2 separate regions of the Hordeum vulgare genome follow, and region 2 is linked to region 1. The links are chromatin contacts, called in public Hi-C maps. All regions are on one chromosome and are shown on one strand. Each heading gives the region's core, a stretch centred on a gene start, on an enhancer-like site or on the middle of the called end of the contact. The rest is flanking DNA. Distances are from core to core; before and after follow the strand shown.

Region 1 (5,216 bases), core at 442-2,941:
AAAAGAGGGGGGACCAGTGTGCCGTCAGGGAGCCCACAAGCCCTGTAGCCGCCACCAGGGGGGTGGCGGCTACCAGGCTTGTGGGGCCCTGGTAGCTCCCCTCTGGTACTTCTTTCGTCCAGTATTTTTTATATATTCCCAAAAAATTCCACGTTGATTTTCAGGGCATTTGGAGTTGTGCAGAATAAAGGACTCAGACTTGCTCCTTTTCCAGTCCAGAATTCCAGCTGCCGGTATTCTCCCTCTTCAAATAAACCCTGCAAAATATGAGAGAAAAGGCATAAGTATGGTACCACAAGGTAATATAACAGCCCATAAAGCGATAAATATCAACATAAAGCATGATGCAAAATGGACGTATCAGAAAGCAACCGTTTTTGAAAGACTCGGAGGGGCACCGAATCGTCTTGTGCCTAGTCATGAATTATCTGAAATGCTCAATGCACACAATTAGTCCGCACACACATTGTCATCAATCACCAAAACCACTTAGGGAGAAATATGCCCTAACAAAAAGGAAAAACATGTTTTCTTTCTTTCTTCTTCTTCTGTGGGAGGTACATATTTACTTCTCGTGAATACACAAATTTCTTTCTCCGAGTGTCTCGTAAAAAAGGGGAAAAAGTGTTTTTTTCGTGAGAGGGGCATATTTACTTCTCGTGCGGCCACCGATTTGCTTCCGTGATGTGCCTTTCGAAAATTAAAAAATAACATGTTTTTCTTCTTTCGAAGGAGACACAGATTTGCTTTTGTGAGAGGCACAATTGTGCCTCATCGAAAAGGGGAAAAGTTAAAAAGACATGCTTTCGGTTTGGGTCTCTTCATGAAAAAAATGTAGTCTTGAAAGTCTCGACGTGAGGAATCCAACGATAAAAATGGTTCGAGATTTGAACGCATGGTTTAAGTGATAAAATATTTAGAATAAACTAATCTATGAAAAAAAAACTCCAAAATTACAACAAGTGAAGAGAGGATGTAGTGACCTTTGCAAAGAGCATTTTGAATACATGGTCAAAGGCTTTCCTATACACATTTAACAATTTTCAAATGCTTGATCATTTTCCTCAAATACCCCCTCCGTCCCAAAATAAGTGTCGCTACTTTAGTATAAAATTTATGCTAACTTAGTAGTAAATTTATGACACTTATTTTGAGACGAGGAAGTACATGTTAATTATTTTTCTATACATATTTACATTTTTCAAATGCTTGATTAACATTTTTTAAATACATGGTCAGCTTTTTTATATAAATATTTAACATTTTTCAAATGTTTAAGTAATTTTTTTCAAATATTTGTTCAACATTTCTTCAAATGCTTGATTAATATTATTTTTAAAATACACAATCAACTTTTTTCACACACATTGTATATTTTCTGTATACATGATTTTTTATAGACATTTTGTCCATATGCTTGGTTAACATATTTTCTAATTGTTTTATCTAAAATGATTTCTTAATATATTTATTTAAATTGTATCGAAGTATAAAGAAAAAAAAAAGAAAAAAGTAAAAAAACACATAGAAAAAAACGAGCCCGTGGCCTCCCTCGCGTATGGGCCGGTCCATTTATGGAGTCGCCTTACGCGACAGCAGGCTAGGTCTCGCTAGAAGCGAGACATAGCGCTTCCCGTCTGCTCCTATTCTCCTGTCATTTATACCACGATTTTCTCTCCCTTTGGGCGGCGGCGAAGGGAAGGGAAGGGAAGGGAAGGGAGCGACGGCGGGATGGCGAGCGTGTACATACCGGTGCAGGGGACGGAGGAGGAGGTGCGGGTGGCGCTGGACCTGCTCCCCACCGACGCCTCCGACATCCTCGACATCCTCAAGGCGGAGCAAGCCCCGCTCCACCTCTGGCTCATCATCGCGGTAGGTTCCCTCGCTCTCAGGACTCCAAGCTTCCCCTGCAATCTCTCCTAGGTCTAGGTCTAGGTCTAGGTCGTCGGCGGTGTGTATAGAGGAACTTCTACGGCTACGGTTCTGGCGGACCCTCGCCCCGCTGATGCGACCCTTTTCAGCTTCAAGGTGGGCTTTCCGAGGGTTTGACCGATTTTGGTGGGATTTTTCAAATGTGCGTGTGCGTGTGCGTGCGCCTGTCATTCCGTTCTCTGCTCTGCCCTGGTTGTTCAACCCGAGCTGTTTCGGCCAGGGGTGGTGCTAGCGACGTTTTGGCAGTGAGGGTGTCGTCCTGATTTGTTTGGACGGGTAGTTTGAGTGGAAGATCTGAAGAAGAGGAGAAGCTGTGCCAGAGTTTCATTCCCCAAATCTCAGTCCTCACACTCGTGACCTGCATTTTATCTACGCTCTAGTCTCATGGTGAAACTTACTATACTTGCAGATACCCTGTCTTGTAATTTTATAGGTAGTTTTCTTGTGAAATCGAGCTAACCTTTTTTAGTATTGAGGAAAATGTCCGGATGTTTCTTATTTACCTCTGAAAATTATTGCCACAGAGAGAATACTTCAAGCAAGGAAAGATCGAGCAGTTCCGACAGATTTTAGAGGAAGGATCCGGACCAGGTGAATTTACATTATAATTCTTATCATTATCCTGCGCAATAATTTATGATCCGAAAAATAATAGATTATACAACACTAGTTCATTTTCTCATTGTTTCTTTAAATTTCTATATAAATCTTCTGTTGTTGAATCATTCCCTCTTCTCTGCAGAAATTGATGATTATTATGCCGATGTGAAGTATGAGCGGATAGCCATCCTTAATGCTTTGGGTGCTTTTCATACTTTCTTGGGAAAGGCTGAGAGAGCACCACAGAAGGAAGCGCATTTCAAAGACGCAACTCAGTACTACAATAGAGCGTCGAGGATAGATGAAACTGAACCGTCTACATGGATTGGAAGAGGTTATACCACTTTAGAACATTTCAGTTGTGGTTTATAGTTTAGCGACTGTTATGTGCATCTCTTTGTAACACATTTTCATCTTTGGTTATGGTTTGCGTAGCACTTCATTCAGTTAAGTGTAGCATCATTTTGGTTGAAGTGACTGTTTGAATTTTTGGCATCTGATAGTTTGATATTTCTGTTTATGTTGAATGATTTGTTGTATTTGTTTGTAACTTCTCTATCATAGACAATCAATTTCAGAATCAAAGACATGCTACAAGACATTATATAACTCTGCCTGTCTAGTTTGTGATAAGCAGAAAGAATGAGTGTTTTGTGTTCGTTAGTTCACCAGAACATTGTAAATTTGATTAACACAAGATCAGCAATGTGTTTGTGAAAGTTATATAGCATATCTAAACTGTGATGCCATGGGCCCAGTGAGGCCTGGTAGTCTGGCGGCTAGTTCCATGTGGCTAGTTGAATTTCTGTTACAAATAGCTTGTAATGCTTAGCAATGATCCAAACCCACATGGTTAACCTCTTCAGATGAAGCATGGATGAAAGCCTAATCGTTGCTTGGTTGGGTGTTCTTTGGGTGTTACAGTCATGCAGTTTATTCATTTTTACATCCTTGGTTTTATTTGTTGCGTCTGCTATGTATTATGTAAGTGTTGATTTCTCTTACTGGTTTATTAGACATAGAGAAGATCATACAACTGCTCTCTAGAACCTAGGAGTACTGGACTAAAAGGGGGCACTTTATTTACCAGCAAAGTGCTTTGTCATGTTGCTGTTCCGACTAGAGGAGTATGGCTTTTAACATTTTAATTATTGACGTTGCTATCTAGGTCAACTCTGTGTGGCCAAGGGTGAGTTGCAAATGGCATCTGACTCATTCAAGATTGTTTTGGATGATGATGGGGATAATTTCCCAGCCCTTCTTGGTCAGGTAATTTTCTTCAGGTTTCTATAATGCTTGTTTAAACAAGTATAATTTGTACTTTTGAATGACCGCAGTTTGCTTTTAGTATTAATACTAGATTGTAAGGGCCCGTTTGGATTCTTACCAGCTCTGCGCTCCGTTGACTCCGTGTGTGAAGCCGGACTGAACGGCCCAGCTCTGCAGAGCCGAGAGCTAGGATCTGAGTTGACCCGTAGTACGTAACAGTGGAGCTGCTATTTTCTGGATCCATGGAGCGCGATCAGCGGAGTTGGAGGAAGTTACAAAAATTTGCTACCACTAAGTGAAAAATACCGATTCATTTTACGCCTCTCTCCTCATTTGGGTTCTCCACGACCTTCTCACTGCTCCGCTCCCACCCGCCCAGTCCGCCGCTCATGGACGGGATTGACGCGGAGCTCACATTTAGGGGATAGCCGTAGATGACGATTCGTTTTATGCTTCTCTCCTTGAGTTCCTCCAGAACCTTCTTGCCTCTCGCCTGCCCTGTCTGACGAGGCATTCAGTGTACAGGCTTCCAGCATCTCGTCGTCTCCACACAGGGCCTTTGCCTACCACCATGACTGAGCGTGTGGGGAAGAGAAGAGAGGGACTACATGTGAGAAGAAGAGGCCTACCGAGGGTGTTTATGCAAAATGTTCTTTCATTCAATTATTTCGGATGGGACCTGTGTCAGGTGGCGACGGTTAACCTGCCACGTGAGCAGGTCCAACATGGTCTGAGCTGCTTAGGATCTGTGATGAACAGAATAGATTTTTGGGACCCGAATCTGCACTTTTGAAGTTGTAGGATTAACTTGACACCCCTCATAGTTTTAGGACCTCATGTATTTTACTCTTTTGTAATTGTATACTATTATACTAATGAAACCGCAACCTTCATATGCTTGCTCATTCACTGGACCAAGTTAATTCTTATGGTTTATCCTATGCTTTGATGCTTATCATATGATCGATAAAGACGTAGGGACTAACTAATAACTAAAAAGAAGCATGTGTTAACAAATATTTTTTGACATATTTCTTATCAGTTGTTCTAATCTTCATGTCACAAATATTGTCAGTACAGGCTTCTGTTTATTTCCTGATGGGTGATACGGAACAACAACACAAGAAAGCTTTGGAACTTTATAGGAACTCACTAGAACTCTATAAGGTTGGAGACAGCTCAGGTTCTTTTGACAATTCCATGATTTTGCAGTATATGTTATAAATTTCAATCATCTTTCTAGAGAGCCCTGCGGGGCTATGCAGATTGTCCTGCTGCTGTAAGGCTTGGTATAGCTTTTTGTCGATACAAACTTGGCCAGCTAGACAGGGCTCGACAAGCTTTTGATCGAGTTTTACAGGCAAGTATTTTATCTGAATAATTATCTCTTAAGTTGAATTCATGCCTTTATTCAC
Region 2 (5,292 bases), core at 386-2,885, 220 kb before region 1:
GAGCATCATGATTTGTGCATTTGTTGTTGTATTGTTGAACTATTTGTTGTATTGAAAAAATACTATTTGTTTGAGTTGTAACGAACTTAAACTAATTTTGTTGCTTTATTTTATTTGTGTTTGATTTTTTTACTTGTGTTTTGAGCGCATATGTTGTTTGAGCGATAACGCACGCTGCATTTTAACGCGTCTGCTCTAGCTACGCGCGCGTCATTTTATGACGGCCGTTAGAGCCAGCACTGGCCGTGGTGCCAAAACAGACGAAAGACATGCCGCAGACTGATTTTTAACTCGCCCCGCACGTTGAGCGGGTGGTGGAGATGCTCTAACGGCTTTGCCTTGCAGCAACGTCTCCCTCTTTTCGTCTCGGCGTGCACGCGGTTGTGTCGGCTAGCTGCTACCTCTGAGATACATGGTGAGAAAGGATGGAGCGACTGGGAGAGGGATGAAGAAGAATCCGGAAAAGAGTGGATAGGATTTGAGCGATGTAGGAAGAGGATATGGACGACCGAGCTGCTACCTCTCTTTTCGCCACGAAAGCCCGTCGTCGTCCGACGTCCACCCAAAATTCTCAATATCGGAAAGAACATTCCGCGCGCATGGCGCTGGCAATTATTGTTCGGATCTTGTGTGCCTAACTCAACGGATTTAACCGGCCTCTGGCTACGTACTTGATCACCTCAGCTATGCTCTCAGCTATTAATTAAGTTGATTAATTAAGTCTATTAACGTTCGTCTGGTACGTATCTTTGTGCCCCTACGATTCCCTCGAATCCTTGATGAACTTCCCCAATCATTTCCTGCAAGTCTTTTTATAGGAAAAAAAAACCATTCCTTGCACCTTCTGCTACTAGCTAAATTGAGAGAAGCTTCAGCTTCTACAGTCGTACAGCAGCAGTTGCGTCTGCGCGTACATATATATATATATATATATATATATATATATATATATATATATATATATATATATGTGTATGTATGTATGTTTTCGGATGGTCGCGAGTATGAATTACATGAATTCTAAGTGGAGCAGTGGTAGTACGTACCTTGGTCGTCGCCGTCGTGCTTTGGGAGGTTGCCGACGTCGAAGAGCATCCGCGACGAGGAGCCGGCCCGCAGGTTCCAGACGACGAGCATGCAGGCCGGGAGCGTGAGCAGGCAGAGCACCAGCGCGGCGCGCACGCAGTTGCGCCGGTGCCTGCCCCGCCCCGCCTCCTGCTGCTGATCCGCGGCGTCGGCGTGCGGCGCCCTTGTCTCCGTCTCCAGGCCGCCGGCGCCGCCGCTGCGCAGGGGCAGCCTCTCCTCGTGGCCGGCGTTGCTCCCCCGCCAGCTGCCCGGCTGTTTCTCCATGATCGAGCCGCCTCCACGCCAGCTCTAGGCTCTAGCCCGCTCCGTGCTCGTCGTTTGGAGCAGGCTAGCAAGGAACAACCGTCTCCTTCGTCTTTTGTTTTGGGGCCGCGGGGACGGAGGGGTCAAGGCTGGAAGGCCGCGGCCGCCCGCATGGACGCTGCAACTTGCGAGCTCTATCGTCGTCGTGGGATTGGGCGTAACTTGCGACAATATTGACTCGTGGTAGTAGTGGGTTTGGCAACCTGGCATCACTAGACTTTCTTTTGCTGCAGGCGGTCATGAGTGGATTCGGTCATCTGATTGTGAGGTCTGAAGGAACTGTGGAATATAACTAAGAAGGTATATGCCGGCCGTGTGATTTTCCATACTAAAAGCATCTCCAACCGTTCACCACCTAGTGACGTGAAATAGCGCCGTCTGAGGTGCGCCGGCAGAAAAATCGACGTGGGGTTTGGGTTCCCGGCCGCCCCTTCAAAATTTCCTTAGTCGCCGATTTCGATCCATTTTCGACGTAAATTGATCCACTTTTGACGTAAATTGGTCCACTTTTGATCCATATTCAGCATCCTTCAGCATAAATTGAACAACAATAGTTATTTTTTTATCACATAGTTTATCATAAAATCAATACAAATTAAAAATAGTTCAACAATTCAATACAAATTAAAATAGTTTAACAAATAAAAACTCATAATTCATCGCACATCGAGCTAGGCGTTGCCCCTGAGCCTCCATATGTGTTCCACTAAATCGTCCTGCAGTTGCTAATGCACCTGTGGGTCTCGGATCTCCTGACGCATGTTGAGAAATGCAGTCCAGGTTGTTGTAGCTGGTGATCAACTTGGGCAAGAGGACCTTGCCTGTAATATAGTTCAGTATCAAACACTGACTCCTCCTGCTCGTTCTCAGTGATCATGATGTGTAAGACGACACGACAAGTCATGACTTCTCACATTTGATATTTCGATCAGGTCTGAATGGGGTACCGGACAACAACAGAACGAGATTGAAGCACACCAAATATCCGCTCGACATCCTTCTTGCAAGCTTCTTGACGCTTGACAAAGCAGGAGTTCTTGCCTCCTCGTGCAAGATTTGAGATAGTCTTCACGAATGTGAACCATCTCGGATAGATGTCATATGCTAGGTAGTATCCCTTGTTGTAGTGGTGCCCATTGTTCTTGTAGTTAACCGAAGGAGCGTGACCTTCAACAAGTTTGGCAAACACATTCGAGCACTGCAGTACGTTGATGTTATTGTGAGTTCTTCGCATACCGAAGAAGGAGAGCCAAATCCAAAGGTCATTTGTGGCCACTGCCTCAAGTACCACACTGCAACCTCCTTTGGCGCCTTTGTACATCCCCTGCCAAGCAAATGGACAGTTTTTCAATTTCCAATGCATGCAGTCGATACTTTCAAGCATCCCAGGAAATCGTCTTACTGCATTCTGTGCTAGGATCCGAGCAGTGTCTTCGGCATTGGATGATCGCAAATATTGAGGTCCAAACACTGCCACCACTGTCGTGCGGAACTTGTACAACTACTCAATGATGGTGGACTCATCCATGGGTCCATAGTCTTCCAGAATATCACTGGGAGCTCCGTATGCAAGCATCCTCATAGTTGTCGTCCACTTTTAAAGTGAGATGAATCCAAGTGTGCTGATGCAATCCCTTTTGCACTTGAAGTAGTTGTCGAACTCCCTGATGGAATTCACAATCTTGAGGAAGAGCTTCTGGCTCATCCGATAACGGCGTCGAAATACTTTTTCGCCGTGCAGAGGAGCGTCGGCGAAGTAGTCGGTGTAGAGCAAGCAATAGCCTTCTAGTCAATGCCTATGCTTTACCATCAGCCGGCCCGGCGTCGAGCCACCTCGCCTCGGCTTTGCATTGCTCGCGAACAGGCCGACCGGAGCGGCGAGGATCATGAGGTGCTCTTCATCCTAGGTCGGCGTCAGCTTCCTCCTTCATTAGCACCGCGAACGCCCCGTCGTCGTCGGAATCCGTCGCCTAGTCAAGACGAACACTTGGCAGGCGTGACGGACGCGTAACCACGTGTGTGCCCGGAGCGCCGAAAAATCCACCAAGAAGCGGGGGGTAGGGGGAGGTGAAGCCATGGCGTACCCTCCCTTAGTCTACGGGAAGATGGCCTTTGTAGCGCCGGTAGATAGGTGAGCGTCGCCGAGATCGACACGGCGACGAAAGGTGTAGTGCGCGAGGGGCAAAACTCAACGAAGAAAAACCTTTTTCCCACGTGACACGGGCCGGCACGCCGTTTTTCTTCCGCCGGTGCCCACTTGAAACTGTCGGAGCCAATTTCGATCCTAACCGACGAAAAACGGACTCCTGAAGACGCAACTGGACCTTTTTTTCCTGTTGATGAAAAAAATGACTTAAGGGTGGCTGTTGAGGGTGCTGCTCGAGATGTTCTAAGGTCCGTCGTCTTGATCAAGTCCGTCCATCGATCTCGACTTACGTAATAACAAAATCACAAGATGTGCTCCAGCTGACCGATGATGATCTAGTGAATGGGGACAGCGGCCTATATCTGTCTTATCTTTTTTCTTTTTGATTGAAAGGAGGGGTCTATATCCGTCACGGTAGAAGAACTTTGTTGCAGTGTTACGGAAGAAAGAAATAGAAAATTAATGTAGTAACTTTCTCTTGGTCAGTGCACGAAGTCTTAGTGCTGACCTTTGCACACGTATTTTTATCTTATATCTTATCTTGTACTTTCTCTTGGTGCTCTCCATCGACCTTGATTGTACACTCGGGAAAAACTGAAGTTTGGGCAACATGCACGTTGAGTTTACTAGATTTACTCTTTGAAAGAGGTGGGGCCTGACTTGCAACCCAAAAAGACCATGGGGACCTTGGTCTTTGTGGATTGTGGTAAAAGACTTTTTTATATAAAAAAATACGGTTTAGCTGAGTTTTAAGTTTGACATCGTTCACTTAATCAGCCGCTGGATGCTTTCTGGTGTCGTGATTCATGCATCTACTGAAACGCCTCGCTTAGCTTGTGTATCGATCCCCTATTCTCTCGTTTGGCCCATGTGCAGCACATTATGTCCTTTTTTTTTTTCCTTATCCAAATCCTCTTTTCAACTCACAAGGGACGGCCGATCACACTATTGCTAATGTTTGACTAGTGCATTATGGGAGGGAATAACTAGAATAAAGTTAAGGAAAGATTCTTAATCTAGTTTTTAGAAGCTTCTGGAACCTTCCTACCTATTTGGGAAGGTTCATAAGGTTTATTATTTTTCGTTTTATGTTTTTCATTGGGTTTTCTTGTTTTCATTCGGATTTTTTATAGTTTATTTTTTTGGTTTCATTTTTATTTTTACTTAATTTCATAAAACTTTGAATAAGGGAGTTGTTGGATGTGATTTTTCTGTAGCATCTTTGTGTTAAGAAGACTAGGAGAAGGGGGCTAACTTATCTGTGTTGGATGCGATTTTTCTGTAGCACGGGTGCGTGTTAAGAACTTTTTTGTTTTCTTAATATATATGTACGGGTGTTGAACTCGAAAAAAAAGCTTCAACCATTTTTTACAGTTTGTAAGGAAGAGCAGTTTTAATGGTTAGTATTTGTTAGTATAGTATACTGTCACCAGTAGAAAACGGGGCTTTAGTCCCGGTTCTTCAACCGGGACAAAACAATCGGGACTAAAGACCCAAACCTTTAGTCTCGGTTGGCTTACGAACCGGACTCAAAGGATCTTCACGTGGCCATTGCGGGACGCCCAGGCAGAAGGACCTTTAGTCCCGGTTGGTAACACCAACCAGGACCAAAAGATAGCCATGCGTCAGCAGCTCGCATGCGCTGGGGGTTTTGTTTTTTTAAATATGGGGGGGGGGGGGGGGGGTAGGGGTTTTGGTATTATGGGTTTCATATTGTGTTAGCTAGCTACTACATATAGAGAGAAGTGACCTCTCTT

Evidence for each region. Hi-C and Micro-C count contacts between places; a contact is called where the count stands out from the background.
Region 2: a contact with region 1 is called in a Hi-C map of leaf, with 3 times the contacts expected there. The contact joins the promoter of LOC123403837 here to the promoter of LOC123404486 in region 1. A contact is called at or near these places in 4 of 6 Hi-C or Micro-C datasets (leaf and seedling) and 1 of 1 datasets of contacts at active chromatin or transcription factors (embryo).

The regions. Positions count from the first base shown.
Region 1 is chr6H:517,263,360-517,268,575 of MorexV3_pseudomolecules_assembly, reverse strand. LOC123404486 (protein CTR9 homolog) reads left to right here and starts at 1,691. Exons shown (of 24, transcript XM_045098421.1): 1 at 1,691-1,872; 2 at 2,457-2,523; 3 at 2,675-2,866; 4 at 3,701-3,801; 5 at 4,882-4,968; 6 at 5,045-5,161. The coding sequence starts at 1,732.
Region 2 is chr6H:517,478,663-517,483,954 of MorexV3_pseudomolecules_assembly, reverse strand. LOC123403837 (galactoside 2-alpha-L-fucosyltransferase-like) reads right to left here and starts at 1,635. Exons shown (of 2, transcript XM_045097757.1): 1 at 1,047-1,635. The coding sequence starts at 1,350.